Regions from separate parts of the Zea mays genome. Here region 1 is linked to region 2. The links are chromatin contacts, called in public Hi-C maps. All regions are on one chromosome and are shown on one strand. The core of a region is the stretch at or near the end of the contact, and the rest is flanking DNA. Distances in the headings are between cores, read along the strand shown.

Region 1 (6,367 bases), core at 389-2,888, 240 kb before region 2:
CCTCTATATTTGTACTAGGTTGAAACTCATGTATGAAAAAAAAATTCAATTGACATTGGCAAATATTGCATTAGCAATATTATCACGGAAGGCATTCATGTCACCTTCTTCATCCCCAAATTGACTAGTACTAGGCGCAAAACCGATTCGGTGGATTATAATGGCAATGGTGGGTAATTTCTAGGAAACTTGAAAGGGTAGTGGGGAAGTGGGAAAAAAATAATCTGAAATAAGCATCTCCCCACTTGCTTATGGATTATCATAATCCAAGGGGTTAGATTATATAATCTGGGCAAATAAGCTGGACTGTTTGTTTGCCTCTTAGGATTATTTAATCTAGATTATATAATCTGGAGGATAAACAAACAGGCCCTTACTCCGAAGACATGTTGCTTGATAGTGCAAAAGTAGTAGATGTAGATTGATGACCACAATAGCCACTCGCCAAGATAAAGGAATCCTAAGAAACAACGAATGCTTGATTTCCACTACTAGTAGAAGGTATATGTTGAAAGTTGAAACTCGTTACAGAAATCAAAGTGGCATGCAAGAAATTGTTATTCCCATGGCCATGGGCATTGAATGGACTCCTACGACTACGATGTTGTCTCTGGTATGAGCGTCGTCGATGTGGAGAAGATAAGGGCGTTATTCAGAGGCGAAATTAATCACGGATCTCGCCATGAATGGAAACACCAAAGCTACCTACTTCCTTGGTATATAGCTGGAGAGAAGATAAAAACAGAGCAACCAAAAAAGCTTGACAAGCCAAAATCTCAATTTCTAATCTAATTTCAACAAGTGTGTACAAAGAGCAACAAAGCAAACCGAAACCCACGCACCCAAACCGCCTACTACACGGGGGCCTGCCTACCCACCTGCGCACGCGCTACAACGGCCCAGACGTCGCGACGCGTCCGTCGCCGTCCACCTCGGCCGCCCACTCCGCAGCCCGCCGCCCGGACGCGAACCGCCGCATGCCGCCCAGCCCCGGCGCCGGCTCAGCCTCCGCCTCCTGCGCCGACTCCCTCTTCTCCCTCCGCCTGGACGCCTCGGCCAGGGGCGGCGGCGGAGGAGGAGGAGACTGGTCGACGCACTCGACGCTGTTCCTGGACCTGCTCCGCCGCATCAAGAACGCTAGGCCTCCGCAGCACCCGCCCGCGGCGCCGCGAGGCCGCGGCGGGCGGCCCAGGCGCCCGCGCTCGCGGTCCGAGAGCACCTTGCCGATGCAGGACACCTTAGGCGAGCTGGGCTCCGGGACGGCGGCCCTGGGCGCGCGCCCGCCGCCGCCGGTCTTGGCCTTCTTGGGGAAGATGGCAGGCGGGTGGTGCCGCCGCGCGCCGCCCTGGCCGAGCTTGCCGGAGAGGCCGATGATGGGCGCCGCCGTCGGCTTGAGGTTGCCAGAGAACCGCTGCGAGGAGCCGTTGGCCTGGCCGCCTCCGCCTCCGCCTCCGCCGGGGTGGTTCTTGAGGAGGCACTTGGGGTTGGTGTTCTCCTTGAGCGAGTCGTCGCGGTCGTAGACGCCGCTGATCTCGGACCACGCGATCTCGTCGCCGATACGCAGGCGCGAGGACTCCGCCGGGTCGCCGACGCGCGAGGCGGCCATGAGATGATGAGATGGGAGGAGGAGAGGAGAGGAGAGGAGAGGAGAGAGGCGTGGCGTGGCGTGGCGTGAAAATAGCTCCGGCGTGGCGTGCGCGTGGGGTTTTAAAGGAGTTCTTTGCTGACTCGTTGAGATTGATGTGATTGGGGCGGCTGCGAATTTTTCTCTGTTCGGTTCCGTGGGCCTGGTCTACAAACGAGTAGTACTCCTGCATACAACGGGTCTCCAGCCTGCACCCCCACCAGTCACCACACCACACCACCACCAATAAAAAACAAATAAACCTTTGACTTTTCTATTCAGTAAATATATTTGATTATCACAGAGCCATTGGATATATCTCTACTAACTATTAAGGGGGCAGTGTAGACTGCCCCCGCCGCATCCCCTCCCGCCCGCGGATAACGCGACCGTCGTTGTGATTCCCCTCGCCCCCCACCGCCGCGATTCCCCAACCGCCCGCGGATCACGCGCACGACCGCCCCCTCCCGACGCGATTCCCCAACCGCCCGCGATGAATCCCCGCTACGCCCGCTCTCAACAACCTCCGCCTCCATCGCCGTGCGTCTCGGTCATGGAAACAAACCGCAGCGCCCGACTCCAGGCGCGGTTCGCCCTCCGCACAAGCCCTCGACGCGTCGACGACAGTGACGATGACAGTGAACGGATCTGCAGGGGCCGCGGTGGAGAGGAAGGAGAAGGTGGAGGAGGATAAGGACAACGAGGGGCTGCCGGTGAAGGAGGAGCAGGAGAGGGGCTGGAGGTCCTCTACGACTACGGCTTTGGCTCCGTGACCGTCAAGGACTACTTCGCGGCGGCCAAGGTCCTGTGCCGGGACGACGGTGGGCCGCCACGCTGATTCTCTCCCGTCGAGTGCGGCCACCCGGTCGTGGATCAAGCGTCGCTGCTGCTCTTCTTGCCAGGTGCGTGCGTCGCTTCAGCTGGCCAAAATCAGTCATCTTAATGCTTGTCTCTGAAGGGCAGCACGTAGCTGGAGGTGCTGGGCAAACGGAGCAGGAGAGAATCAGTATGCATCAATGCATCATACACAGCCAAATTGTGTACTAATACTTCATCTGTATTTACCAGGATGCACCATGGAGGGGTGCAGGTGTTGCTGTACCCATGTTTTCAATCAGATCATATCAGGACCTTGGCGTTGGAGAATTTCTAGATCTTAAACTTCTTGTTGACTGGGCAGTCAATTTGGGCTTCCATCTTGTTCAGCTCCTTCCAATCAACGATACTTCAGTTCATGGGATGAGGTGGGATTCTTATCCGTACAGGTATGACTAATATTCGATACCAAAGGTTTCCTGCTCATAATGGTTGTTTTTCTTGAAATTAGTAAGGACGTTATCTAAACAGTAGCAGTGCCCCTCATGTGTGAATTACAGCTCCCTCTCTGTGTTTGCTTTGCATCCCTTGTACCTGAGGGTACAAGCACTTTCAGATGCAATTCCTGTGTTAAGGTATACCTTTGTTATGCTTTCAAATTTATTCATTGTATGTCTTGGCTGTGTTATTTTTATTCCACTAAATGTTTGTTACTCACCTCGTTTGGTACCCAATTTAAAATTTACTACAGGAAGAAATTCAGCAGGCAAAGAAGCAATTGGATAAAAAGGTTATTGCATTTGCATGTTGTCTTTGACTGTTGTAGATCTCTGAGTAAATCTTTAATGTTTGGTTATTTCTTAACTTGGAAATGACATGTAAATTAGGATGTCGACTACGAGGCAGCATTGTCCACAAAATTGTCGATTGCTAGAAAAATATTCAATTTAGAAAAGGAAAAAGTGCTAAACTCCAGTTCTTTCCAGCAGTTCTTATCTGAAAACGAGGTACATTCACTGCCATTTCGTTTCTCATGTGTAATCATGGTACTTGATTTCCTATTCCAAACTGTATGTGATAAGCTTTCACACTGCTCCAATAGGAATGGTTGAAACCATATGCGGCATTTTGCTTTTTGCGGGACTTCTGATCACAGTCAATGGGATCGTTTTTTCTCAGTTTTCCAAGGATAAGGTATTCAGAATATTATTCTGCATTTGGTATTTGTATCTTTTCTCCCACTATAGCTTGCTAAGAACATGTTGTTCTATTTTTTTTATGAGAGCACATGTTTATGAGCACTAAGATGGTTTCCCTTTGTAATGTGTTTTAGCTTGACAAACTTATTTCTGAAGGTACTTTACACCATGATGTTATACGTTTTCATTACTATGTTCAGTACCATCTATATATACAAGTAAGTATTTCCTGTTGTTGTATTGTCGTTCTGAACTGCTCATAGTACTACTCTCATGTATTTATTTTTGACATTATTTTTTTAGTTATCTGAGGCAGCAACATATGCAAGAAAGAAAAATGTTATCCTGAAAGGTGATTTACCTATTGGTGTTGATAGGAATAGTGTCGATACTTGGGTATACCCAACCTTGTTTCGCATGAATACCACTACTGGAGCGCCTCTTGATTATTTTGACAAGAATGGACAAAATTGGGGTTTTCCTACATATAACTGGGAGGAGATGTCAAAGGATAATTATGGGTGGTGGCGAGCTCGTCTGACACAGGTTATTTAACATAACAGTCGTATTTCTGACTGGTCATCTTTTCCTTTTATTATTCATATCCTACTAGCATCGCCTCCGCCATGCATCGCAGTCCACGCGCTCCATCTGCGTCGGCTCTCCAGCTTTCCACGCCGCCAACAACCAATGTCGCGTCTGCTGCCCCTGCTGCCCCCGTGTCGCGTCTGTGTCCACGATGTCTGAAGTCTTCGCGCCCCTACCCCCTCAACCTCCATGAACGCCGTCGCGCCAGCGCCCCCCTCCCTTGCCCCACGAGTTCTGGTAAGCCAAACAAGTGGCAGTTAATACCTCGGTCCTCGTGGCGACAGCGGAAACTCCTCGCTCCCCAGCCGGCAAACGCCAGCCCCCGCGACGGCGCGATCCCTGGCGTAGCCTGTCCGCCGGCGCACTCATCGGTCCCTGCTGTCCACGCTTACGCTCCCGGTCCCCACGCGCGGTCCCGGCCCACGCGGTCGCGCTGTCAAACTGATTTCCTTATGGCACCCTGATAAAAAGCGTGCTAATTTTTAGAAAATAAATGTTAACATGTTAACTGGTCTGATAGGTCCTAGGATGATTTTAGGTGTAAGGAACTAATCAAAACACCAAGAGAAATAAATACGTGGATGGCAGCTCTTGTTTTAATCTTGTAACAGTGTTTTTGCTAGACTCAACTATTTTTTATTAGGTGTGTTCCTTGGCAAAAAAAACAAGCTTACCTTGTGTTGCTTATTACTTAACTTATCTTCATATTTCGGTCTTTGCAGGGTGGTGCAGTTTCACTAAAAGAAGCTACAGTTCCTACCCCACGGTTGATCAGCTCCCAAGAACTTGAGTAATTTTTTCCTTACTTCTGAAAGCTTCCTTGTCCTACATCCATTAAGCTTCTATTTTATTTTAACCAGTCTTGACACAGTTTCCAAACTGTTATTTGTCATGCAGGTTCTTCAGGCCTCACATTGAAATAAAGCGCGATCGTCAGACTAGCGAAGTTTTTGAAGTACTTGATGGTTTGATGTTCAAGGATGGATTTCTGTATAAAAAGGTTGCACTTAGTTCTTTGATTTATTGGGGGATACAACCGACAGAAACAAAGCTTTTGAAATTCTCTTCTAGGATACAACATATATTCTAGGATAAACAGTAAGTGTTTCTTGTTTTCTTCTGTAATATTTTCTGCATGTAAGTACATCGTTCTGATTTCCTTCATAATACAGCTGAAGGGCCTTACAGGAGCACCAGAGAACAACTTTTCTCTATTGGGCAGATGTTGCGCATTAGAAAGGGTCCTTTGAAGGGCTACCTTTGTCGAGTAGTTAGGATATTTCGGAATGATGTGACTGTTAAGCTAGACTCTCTACTAAAAATTGTTACAGGTTGGTTAGCTTACCTATTGTTGGACTTGTTTGTACAATGACTGACTTCTCCATGTGTGCAGTACAAGCTGATCTTCTTTCAGTCCCAGCTAATAGGGGGTAAGCAATTGAAGCATGTTTTAGTTTTCTTTCCTTTGCCGCTTATGTTGTAAATCCGGTAATGCAATTGCACCATCATTAGGCCAAAGTATGGTATCACTTCCAGTCTTCCATATTAGCTTCTCACTATGTTACATGGCCCACCAGAGATAACTTGTCTGGTGCTCCAACTAGGGTGACTACTCTTGTTTTATGATAATCCTGCAACAATAACATATTTGTTACAAATTTGAATGTATGAATACAACAAATACTGCAATGAATATCTTCTCAGTAACCATCGAAGGACAAAGCATTAATGCGAGTGGGGCTGACCGAAGAAAAATTGCAAGAGCAGATTGTGCGAGTTCGTTGCTAAATTGCAACAGCCATACTGGTCTGAAGGACAAAGCATTAATGGGAGCGGTTAATTTGTTGTTTTGTTGGAGATTTGAGGTCACTAATGTTATTAGACTTGTGACCAGTATGACGTCTCCAACATGGTACTGTCGGGTTTTGTCTGTGTATAATTGAAGCAGTAAGCCTAAAATAGGTTTCAGTTGCTTGGATTTGGATGGTAATGGTTGTGAACAATGTCGAACCTTCGGATTGCAGTAAATGAACATCGTTTGATCGGAGAGCTCATGTTGAGATTCATTTCTTCCTTATCTGCAAGTATCAGTTTATCACCAAGTCATCTTGAGTTAATATGGTGTAATCTTGTTCTTGCT
Region 2 (5,825 bases), core at 2,471-4,970:
CGAGGAGTACGTGTTCGAGGGGGTGTCGGGCGCCGTCAACGTTCGCTGCGCCGTGGTCACCAACGCCGTCGTGGCCACCGTGGCGCTCAGGCGCACCGGCTCCGGCGGCGGGCAGAGAGTCGACGTCTACGGCACCGTCTCCGCCGCCACGGCCATGTTCGCCCCACAGGATAAGGTCACGCTCTTCAGCAGGGAGTGGAAGGACGCCGTCTCCGTGGGGGCCGGCGAGGACGTCCCGCTGCTGAGGAAGGTCGCCGTCGTGCAGCTCGGTTCGCCTCTCACGATATGCGCCGATCTGTGGACCAGGGCTCACGTCGCCGACATGTCGGTTGATGATCGGATCTCATCCGGCGATGTGGCTGTGTTTCACCCCAGCCCCTTTGGGGTGGTCCGGAAGATGATCGGCGGCGGCGACGTCGAGGTGTCCGTCACCTGGTCACTCAACTAGCTAGGTCCCTACTGCTTTTAAATGTCTGGATAATAAATCGGGATGTCATGACCGGTATTTCCTTTTTCATCTTGTTGCTTGCTTGTCTGTTCATCTATGTAATAATAAATTAATAATTGATCCATCCATATTACTCCTAAATTAAGCCAACCCAAGCATACCGACTACTACTATACAGTAATTAGCATGCTTCAACTGTCTTCAGTTTGTAACTTAAGGTCCCGTTTGGATCCTAAGAATTAAATTTCATTCTAATAATCATAATTTAGACATAGATTAATTAAGTTCATATGTTTTTATACAAAATATATTCGTATACTACTATTGAACATATGGAGGAAATATTTATATGCTACATTTTTTATTAAGGAGAGTGTGATGAAAAGTGTGTTATAATTTGCATAGTAGAAACATATACTAGTAATACATAAAATTAATTTTCACTCCTCATCCTATAAAAATGGGATAGAGTTATATCTAAACTTTAGAAAGTGGTGGAATGTAAAATTCCAAATCAAATAATCTACTCTATTAAATAAATTCCAATTCCTTCAAAATGAAGGGATCTAAACGACCCCTTAGGAATTATTATATTATTTTATCATTAGATATGTGCGAACACAAGGTTTATACGAACCCTTGTGGTTCGAGTTTGTGATGATTGATTGTTAATGGAGTAATGTTTTAGGTTGAGTCGTGCGGACTAATAGGAAAATGGGTGTGTATATGTAGCGTGTCTTTTGACTTGTGGTGCATATGTGGAATCTGGAGTGGTCGACGAAGAAGGTAAATATCATGTGGATTCGTGTAAAAACACCGTGAGTGGTGAAGGACGAGTGTGGAATCTGGAGTGGTCGACGACCACACCAATGTAATTATACTCATAGTTAATTTGGGGTTGAGAACGTGTCTAAGGTCGTACCTCACAGTCCCTTGCGTTAAACCAGCTGATGGGGTGCCACTGACCCCCCTTTGGTCGCATGTCGAACCAGAGGGCCGATAGAGGGTCGAGTAAGGAAGGATTGTATGAGATTCACCCAACGGGGCGAGCCCCCAAGTGGGACCACTAGCCATACCAAACCCTACCTGAGGGCGGTCAGATCTCACTTGGATAACCCATTAGCAGCTCGACGACCTCCCTCTCCACGCGCGACTAGGTCGGTGATGGACGAACCTCCCCCAAAAGACTAGAAATCTCTCTGGGGAGAGATGCGTGCAAAAAAACTACCAAACAACCGAGCCCAAACGCGTCATCGACATCCACTAAGCACATTATCAGACATAAAACCGAGCCAACCATCGCAAAAGAGGGTCCGCCCAAAGCCGCGAAAACGCCACACTCGTGAAATACCCCCCTAAGCAATCCTCACATATTACTCGGGGGGAGGGCTACATCTAGCAAACGCGCTTGCGCGCATCAAAAATCCTGATTCCCAACAAGAAAGCCTTTGAGCAACTCCAAAGAGTTGCTCAAAAGCTCGGGTGCTGCTAACGGGTCTCAGGAACGAGGTATCCAAAGTAGATCCATTACTTATGGTGGCCCAACTAGGCAAGAAGCCACGAGAGTAAGACCAGCCAAGTCCCGCCGAGTTACCAGGCGAGGTGAACGGACCGACCAAGTCCCACCATGGAAGTGGGCGAGGCGGACGGACCAACCATGCCTCGCTGAGCAACTGGATGAGGTGGGCGTCCCTACCAACTCCCACCGAGCAACTACGTGAGGGGGGTGATTCGATCAAAGCTTGCGCAAGCAACTGGGCTAGGTGGGGGCATAAGGGCCTGTGGCGAGGGCTGGTACATCCGTGGGTTCCAGTTACACGACCCTCTGCCACATGGCGGGTAGGCGCACACCTACACCCGCTTAACGTGAAAACGAGGCAAACAATGTTGACCCACGCCAGCCACGATAAGGCATGTCGCCACTAAATACCGTCTTGGCTGATGCCACGGCACGGCGGGGAGGCGTTAGAGTCCCTGTCAATAGGATGAGACATGATCACGTATGACCCTTAACGCTCCCGACACTATAACGTGGGACCGAGCAGAGCCCATTATGAGTGTTGTATATTTATCAGACACCCATTATCCAGATATGGCGCGAGTGAGATAGGGAACAACTAGACAGTGTTGTATATTTGAGACACATTTAGTCATGTCCTATATTTTTGATATTTGTTTTAAATAAGGTGGTCGTTGGAGTGCTCTTTTTAACCTTTTGCCTTATAATTTAATTTAATACGCTATTTTAAGTCACTCTTAGAGTTGCTCTAAGGTCACGTTTGGGACCAAGGGTAATGGAGAGGATTTAGAAGATCAAAATCTTTTACTAATAAGACTTGAATGGTAATAGATTTTGGTCCCCTCAATCCTTTCTACTACTCTTACTATCAAACAAGCCCTAAAGACGTTCGGAGTCCTTTTATGCCAAATGACTGTTTCACCTCAAGGGCTCTCTTAGGTAGTGTTTGGTTGAAGAGCCAAGTAGAACGGAGCCGTTCTGTCCCAGTTTTGTTGTTGTTTGGTTACAAAGTAACTAGAACGGAATGACTCCAATTAGGAAATATTCTCCTCAGACCCGGAACCATCCCGCTCCAAAAAATCAACCGGACGGAGCCGCTCCGTTTCCAGCCCGCTCGCATCACGCTCCGTTCCGTTCACTATCTAACCAAACAAAAAACAGAGCCGCTCTGTTCCAGATTACCAAACACAGAACAAAGCGGCTCCGTTCCTAGAATCAGGGATGAAACGACTCCGTTCTACTTGACTCCTCAACCAAACACTATCTTAAATCGTATTCTCACCAAAGATACGTGGAGAATGAAACCAAATAACTACGTGTAAAGTTATTTTACCAAATAATTTATCAAAACAACTTAGCTCTATCGATAGAGCTATTTTATAAAGGTAAAGCCCACCACCAGCAGCAGCAAGAGAAAAACGGAAGGGAGGGGGGGGGCTGATTGAATTCGATGTCCGCCTGCGTCTACCCTGCTTCAGAAAAAAATAGTATTTCTAAACAATAAATACTTGAATAAAACTCTATCAGAAGAAAAGACAAAGGTCAGAAGCTGATCTCAAATTTCTTCATATCGGTACGACAAGTTCAATTGTTCAGACAAAGCGCGAAGGATCTGTTTCGGACCAATGGGCCTAGAGCCCCTAGACAGGCAGTTTCCATGCCTGCTCCAGGCCCAGGCAAAACAGCACCGGACTGCGGCTCCACCATTGCCGTTCCTGTTTCTTCGAATTCTTCTCCCGTTCAGGCGTCCATCCCTCTTTTCTCTCGTGGCGACGAAGACGACCGACGCCGACGCTGACGCCCTACGCCAGGTGCCAGGTTCCGTCGGGTCCTTCGCCGGCGAAGAGCATCCACCAGGTATACCGTATGCCCACCCCTTCTCGTACTGTTCGAAACGGAGCTTCCAAACCCTAACTTAAGCTATTTGGCTATGAGTATCCGGATCTGAGTGTACATGTATGCCTGTTTAATGTCTACCACTCTCTCTCTCTCTCTCTCTCTCTCTCTCCAAATATATTATCGCCCATGTCCGTGACTGGCTCTGCCCCCTTTGCTTGGATTAGCTGGCTGACTTCTGAGATTTGTTTCCCTGTATATCGCGCCTGGTAATTTTGGATCATTCGTTTCTTCTAGGCGACCCAGTGCTGTTCTGGTGCGGTTTCATTGCGGAAGTTTTGTTGTGGGATTTTCCGGTGGCGAAGATGATCCGACTACCCATGTACGCGGCGTTCAGCCTGCTGGCGACGGCTTCGGCGGCGTACTACGCGTTCAGCAGCCGGGAGCAGTTCTACCCGGCGATGGTGTACCTCTCCACCTCCAAGATCTGCTTCGTGCTGCTCCTCAACACGGGCCTGGTTGCCATGTGCGTCGCCTGGCAGCTCGCCAGGCGTCTCTTCCTCGGCTCCCTCCGGGAGGCCGAGGTCGAGCGCCTCAACGAGCAGTCCTGGCGGGAGGTCATCGAGATTCTCTTCGCCGTCACCATCTTCCGGCAGGACTTCTCGGTGTCCTTCCTTGCCATGGTCGCTGCACTGCTTCTTGTTAAGGCACTGCACTGGCTCGCGCAGAAGAGGGTCGAGTACATCGAGACCACACCCTCCGTGCCCTTGCTCTCGCACATCAGGATTGTATCCTTCATGGTTTTCCTGCTCACGGTCGATTGCCTCTTCCTGTCAAACTCACTCAGGTCACTCATACAGAAGCGGGAGGCGTCTGTTGCCATCTTCTTCTCCTTTGAGTAAGCTCAGTTTTCGTTTCTTTAATTTTGCCTAAATGCCTTTTTTTATGTGCATGGAAATTCCTGAGATGTATCTATGCTTTCTGTTTTCACTTTATCACTGTATCAATATGACACGCTACAATATTCGATCCTCTTTCGCAACAATATTAGAGTAGGTGTAGAGATCGATTAAAATGAGTGAACTCTTTCAAATGGCATTTCCCAATATGATGGACAACAAATTGCAAAACTAAGTACTATATGTTAGGTCTATATATCAAGCGAGTGTCTTTTTGTAGTTGCACTGTACCATGCCTGCAAGGCTACCACAAAGATCTTAATTCTTCAGTAACACGACCTCTTTCCATTTTGTGTATCGTCCTTTGCAGTTTGCACTGCCCTATACCATATGAATAATGCCAGATTTGCAGTTATTGTTCTTTTTTTGTTTGCTTGATGTGTATATGCTAAGCCATGAATATATCTTAATTTCACTACCTCAATATTCTCAATCTTGCTAATCAGTTCATCTATATGTTGTTGTTGCTATATTATGAAATGTTAGGCTATGAGCTTGTGCAGTTGTCTGTTTAGGTTTGAGCAATACATTAAGTGTTGCAAAGTATTAGGCCCATTAGCATGAAACATTAGCTACACTATCATTTTTTTTCTTGTTCCTTCCAAGGCAAGGCGTATGGCTTGCAGGTTGGGTATAGTTCTTATTCTACTCTGGCACTGGGTCTGCCTTTTCTTATTTCAAGATTCAAAATACTCAATAATAGCTAACAAGTATAAATCATGTTTCAGATATACGATACTAGCAACATCCACTTTATCAACATTTGTGAAGTACATATTCTATGTCAGTGACATGCTAATGGAAGGTCAATGGGAGAGAAAGGCAGTTTATACATTTTACTTGGAGCTCATCAGTGACCTTGTGCACTTGTCATTATACATGCTCTTCTTCATAGCTATCTTCTTGTAAGTTCTCTTATTATGGTACTCTGATACTAGGATGCAAACTATGGTTATTGATTCGTTATATGAATCAGGAACTATGGTGTCCCGCTGCACTTGATTCGTGAGCTATATGAGACCTTCCGCAGCTTCAGAATTCGCATTGCAGATTACATACGTTA

Evidence for each region. A called contact is a pair of places that touch in the nucleus more often than the background predicts.
Region 1: a Hi-C map of tassel shows a contact between it and region 2, with 1.8 times the contacts expected there. The contact joins the promoter of LOC100278201 here to the promoter of LOC100217233 in region 2. A contact is called at or near these places in 2 of 25 Hi-C or Micro-C datasets (ear and tassel).

Annotation. Positions count from the first base shown.
Region 1 is chr2:147,717,587-147,723,953 of Zm-B73-REFERENCE-NAM-5.0, reverse strand. It overlaps LOC100278201, which reads right to left and starts at 1,638. Exons shown (of 1, transcript NM_001151555.2): 1 at 745-1,638. The coding sequence starts at 1,606. The coding sequence ends at 890. It also overlaps the pseudogene LOC103647079, the pseudogene LOC103647078 and the pseudogene LOC114574125.
Region 2 is chr2:147,476,652-147,482,476 of Zm-B73-REFERENCE-NAM-5.0, reverse strand. It overlaps LOC100217233 (ERAD-associated E3 ubiquitin-protein ligase HRD1A), which reads left to right and starts at 3,720. Exons shown (of 8, transcript NM_001143588.1): 1 at 3,720-3,824; 2 at 4,101-4,701; 3 at 5,491-5,667; 4 at 5,739-5,825. The coding sequence starts at 4,169. LOC100304408 (rRNA N-glycosidase) reads left to right here. Exons shown (of 2, transcript NM_001165844.1): 2 at 1-575. The coding sequence ends at 448.